Linked DNA regions of Gossypium hirsutum: region 1 is linked to region 2. A link is a contact called in public Hi-C data. All regions are on one chromosome and are shown on one strand. The core of a region is the stretch at or near the end of the contact, and the rest is flanking DNA. Distances in the headings are between cores, read along the strand shown.

Evidence for each region. Hi-C and Micro-C count contacts between places; a contact is called where the count stands out from the background.
Region 1: a Hi-C map of leaf shows a contact between it and region 2, with 2.1 times the contacts expected there. The contact joins the promoter of LOC107929817 here to the promoter of LOC107938749 in region 2. A contact is called at or near these places in 3 of 34 Hi-C or Micro-C datasets (callus and leaf).

The regions. Positions count from the first base shown.
Region 1 is chrA06:71,794,346-71,797,047 of Gossypium_hirsutum_v2.1, forward strand. LOC107929817 (conserved oligomeric Golgi complex subunit 4) reads left to right here and starts at 1,431. Exons shown (of 2, transcript XM_041115175.1): 1 at 1,431-2,702. The coding sequence starts at 1,709.
Region 2 is chrA06:71,130,010-71,132,709 of Gossypium_hirsutum_v2.1, forward strand. It overlaps LOC107938749 (protein MANNAN SYNTHESIS-RELATED 2), which reads right to left and starts at 1,387. Exons shown (of 7, transcript XM_016871983.2): 1 at 1,257-1,387; 2 at 926-1,050; 3 at 1-135. The coding sequence starts at 1,027.

The sequences.
Region 1 (2,702 bases), core at 181-2,680, 660 kb after region 2:
AATTTTAACATTTTTATGATAATATCAAATTTTATAATATATATTAATATAGATAATATTTAAATAAATATTTAAATTGAATCAAATTGATAATTTATCTAATTAAAAATTTATTTAAACTTTAAAAATTCTATTTATCTAATTAAATATTTAATATATATAAATATGTAATAATTATTTTTAAAGTTATTTGAAAATAATAATGAAATCTAATGAATAGATCAATTATATCTTAAAAAATACTTTTAAAAATGAGATAATTAATTTTTTAAAAATTATGTTAAAATCAAAATTTAACATACATACATAATATATATAATAAATAAATGTTTATATAATAATATATATAATAATTAATTAATTATCTAATCAATTTTTTATTTAATTAAATATTTATCTAAACAGAAAAAAGCATAGATTCATAATTTTAATGGTTGTGTACCTTATTATATGATATATGATATAGATTGTTATTAATATATATTTATAATATTTCTGATTTTCTTTTTCTTATTTTCAATATTTTGTCCAATTAAACCAATTAATTAAAAATTGATATTTTGAGTATTAAAACATGGGTAAATTATCCTTTAAAATTATGTCATTCCTATTTTTATTATTTCAAAATAATATTATTAAGGACTACTATTAATAACTTTAAGCATTTTGGTCACTCAATTAAGCATCATTCGATTGTGTCTGCCATGTGTGTTTTTATTTTATATGTTATTAAATAAATTCCCAAAAAAATTAAATCGTTTTGGTTTGCCCCAACAAATCCAACTTGAAATTACAATGTAAGAAACTCAGATTTTAATTTTGCCTAACTTGTTGTTTTAGCTCAAGGAAAAATGGCTTAAATGAAAGATGGGAAGATTTTATATACCTTCGATACTAGATAACCTTTGATGCTGGACAGACATATTGCTAGCTTTCCAAATGGCAATATTCCCAAAAGCTTCAATGGACGCACAGAGTGTATGTTGACAGAATTACAATACTCATTGCCCTCAGTTTTGAACCCATAATTGAGATTACAAAGTTGATGGAGGTGACAATGATAGATGTTCCGTGTATACACTATCGCATGTCATCCACACACCATAGCTAGAAACAGGCGTTGCATATCTGCTCACGCTGAAACAAAGCATTGCTTAAACCTGTCGTGATCATGTTGTAACCAACCTTGACGAGGTCCTCATACTCGCAAGTACCGTTGACGACGTCGTGAGGATCTGATGTTGGTATTAAGTGGCGCATGCGAAGTGCCAAATGGAGAATTAAGGCACTGGTGGGGAAGAATAGTATTGGGAAGTAACGGTAGAGATGAGGATAGTAGTGAGAGTGAGAGGAGAAGAGCTGCCACTACAGTTATAGATGGCATTAAAATACGATTGTTTTGGATAAAATGACTTAATTTTTTAGGGAATTTAATTTATGACATGTACTTCACAGGCACAATCAGCATTTTGTTTGGTGTTTAATGGAAGAGTGACCAGAATGCTGAAGTTATCAACAGCAGCGCTTAAATTGATAAATTTTATTTTAATGTGAATAAAATAGGAACTGGTAATTTTGGAGGGACTAATGGATAGTTTAGCCTTATCAGTTAAGCAAACCGTTGTCATAGTATTGCGTAAAGTCGAAAAACGAAGCTAAATCTGAGTCAGAACCTCCCAAGAAAGGTTAGCATTGAGGGAAGAAAGCAATGCCGTTGATGAGAAGCAGCTCCCTCCCCAAACCAGCCGAATCAGCGGAGCACCGCACTGACACCTCAGTTAAATTCGGCACTCCCAAGGCCCTCGACTACGTCCGCTCCCTTACCGACGTAGGAGCCATGACGCGTCTCCTCCACGAATGCGTCGCTTACCAGCGAGCCCTCGATCTAGACCTAGACACCCTCCTCTCCCAGCGTTCCGATCTCGACAAGACTCTCAACAACCTCCAAAGATTCGCTGACGTTCTCGACATCGTCAAGGCCGAATCCGATCGCATGCTCTCCAACATCACCTCCACCTGTGACCTCGCCGACCAAGTCAGCCGCAAGGTCCGCGAACTCGACCTCGCTCAATCCCGCGTTAACTCCACGCTCCTCCGCATTGACGCCATTGTAGAGAGGGGTAATTGCATCAATGGCGTCAAAAGCGCTCTCGACGCTGAGGATTACGAGTCAGCCACCGAATACGTACGGACGTTTCTGGAGATCGATGATAAGTTTAAGGATTCTCGATCCGACCAAAGGGAACAGTTGTTAGCGTCGAAGAAGCTGCTGGAAGGGATTGTAAAGAAGAAACTCACGGCTGCCGTGGATCAAAGGGATCATCCTACGATTTCGAGATTTATTAAGCTTTATTCGCCCTTGGGGCTTGATGAAGAAGGCTTGCAAATTTATGTTGGGTATTTGAAGAAAGTGATTGGGATGAGATCTAGATTAGAATTTGAGTATTTGATTGAGTTAGTGGAACAGAGCCATGGACAAAATCAGAACCATCAAGTAAATTTTGTTGGGTGTTTGACTAATTTGTTTAAAGATATTGTTTTGGCTGTCGAGGAAAATGACGAGATTTTAAGGAGTTTTTGTGGAGAAGATGGAGCGGCGTATGCAATTTTTGAGTTACAAGAGGAATGTGATTCAAGGGGTTCTTTGATTTTGAAAAAATATATGGAATTTAGGAAATTGGCTAAGTTGTCTTCTGAGATCA
Region 2 (2,700 bases), core at 137-2,636:
CCAACATGGTTTTAGCTCTTGACTGTCCTTCATCCAAGGCCCTTTGCTCCCCTTCGAAGGCTTTACAAGGCCATCCTTCTCAATAACATTGGCATTATCAACTTGAACATCCTGAGCTTCTCCAGGAAGTTTATCCTACGTAACAAGGAGAGAAAATAATCAAATTTAGTGTAAATACACCAAAGCTTTACACGGAATTGAAAAGAAATCAAGCAAAAACTTGCAAACATTTATTTAATCACTATAAGTAAATAAGACTGGCATCAATAGAATTTACAATAACAAAAATAAAACATCTACAATTTCTTCTAGTTGGTCATAAAGGCTTGAGACGTTGAAATAAGGCCTAGGACTGAAATTATAAATCTGAAAGAAGCAGAATCCTTCATTCATCTATGCTTGAATCCTGAAATTACTCTTCTAAACCAAATTTAACTTTAAATGGGTTGTTTTCTATACCTTGTTCAGTCTAGTTTTCCAGATACTTCCCCTGGAAAATAAAATAGCTTTAATTGTTTAAAAACAAAAAGGAAGTTTCAAGTTAGCCCATATTTTCTTCTTCTTCTTCTTCTTCATGAATTAGCAATTAGTTTTGAGAAAAAAAAAGGCTCCCAAATAATCTTATACACAAAGAACCAAACAACTACACCACTTTCGAAGATCATGGTCAGAATATATTGTTATTTTCTTAAAGATGCAGCAGATAGGATGTCAAGTGAATCTTAACGAGCTAAGATGTGATTATTACAGATAATGTGGAAAGTGAAGCAACTTGCTCGAGGTTTTATCACATAATCAGAGATTCACCAAATAAAACACAAAGCTATGAAAAGTGAAGTGAAATCGGGGACTGGATTTAGTATAAAAATCCCATGAAAAACTTGAGAGTTAGATCAAAGAAGAAAGCAAAGGAAGGGGGAATTACTTGGAGAGAATCAAAATGGTCTCTTTTGATCATTTGACCAAGCATCACAAACATGGTGAGAGTGAGAATACCGGCCACTACTTGCCTCAAATCAATCCCCATTTCTTCTTTTCTATTTCAAAATTCTGTAATAAAAGCGAAGCCCCCCAAAAAAAGGAAATTCAAAACTCAAAAAATAAAAACCAGGGTCGCCCAAGAATAAGTTTAAACCTAAAGAAGAGGCATGATTAACAAGAAGATGAAACAGCGAGTTTAGATCAACGAGAGAAAATGAAATGAAGTAAATATGATAATAGGTGCGCAGTAGTAGTATCGTGTTTGGGGTCCTTACACCACCGACACTTTGCACTGAAAGTGAAAACGATGCCTGTTTTCCTACGCCATGTGTACCCTACCCCTTTGCTTTGATTTCTTATTACCTAATATACTACTAAAAAAACCCATAAACTACTCCGCTTTTATTTAAACAGGCCTTTCAACTATTTTGGTTAAATTCTGCTATTAAGCATTGTATTTTGTGAAACTTATAGATAGTTTTTATATTTTTATTTAATCAATTTTAGTTTTTATATTTTATTTAATCAATTTTAATTTCTATATTTTTAAAATTTAAAATTTTAGTTCTCACTAAACGATAATTGTTAAATTCATTAAGTTAAGTTTTATTATTTTCGAAATTTGATGCTACAAACATATTATTATATGTTTATTGTTGTGTGAACTTGTTATTTCCACATATTACTCACTAAGAATTATGTTAATGGATTAGCAGTTGTCTTTTGTGTCAAGATTAAAATTTTAATATTCGAAAAGTATAAGGTCTTTGAATGATTAAATTAAAGAATATTGACTAAATATACAATTGAATGCATAATACAAGACTAGTTTCTAAATTTAAACTAACGGATTTAATTGTCACTATTTGGGTTAGGACTAAGATTTTAAAATTCGACAAGTATAGAGACTAAAACTAACCAATTCAAAAAGTATAAGAACAAAAATTGATCAAATAAAAGTATAATGACTAATTCCACAACTTTCGCAAATTATATGGACTAATAGCAAAATTTAACCAAGTATTTTTATAGTTAAATAAATCTTTATATTATTATTTTTATGCATAAAAGCCCTTGATTTTAATATTAAAGTAAAATATTTTAAATTTTAGGCTCTTTTCTTAATTTCTTGTTAATGCAATAAAAATTCTATATACTTTTCACATCAACATGAAATTTAAAACAGTAATGAAAATTTTCAAAAAAATAATTAAATGTGTTATGTATATAAACACTTTCAAGATATTATAAAATATTCTGTTTCCCTTTAAAAATTATTATTTTTATTTAACAAACTCTTCTAATCAAATTCAGATCACCATAAAACGCAAAATAGTTTAAAGATTCAAAATATTTGTACTTTAATATTAAAATCAAGAGCTTTCGTAGTTAAATATTATAGGTTATGAGCTTATTTAACTACAAAAATAGCATAAGGACTTGTTTAAACAACGTATAATAGTTTAAGGGCTTTTTTTAGCACATTAGCATTTTTATTTTTATTTTAGACTACCTTTTTATTAATGTTGTTTAAACCGAACCAACTAGTCTAACCAGTTGGATGGGGAACCAATCCAAAGAGAGGCAAAAAATTGATTGACCCACCAATCGATATGGATTGGTTGAATTGAACTAAAAAATAGATTGAACCAATACTTGAACCAAATTTATGCAAGTCTCAAGGCTCAATTTTAGGCCAATAGATGTGATGGGCTTACA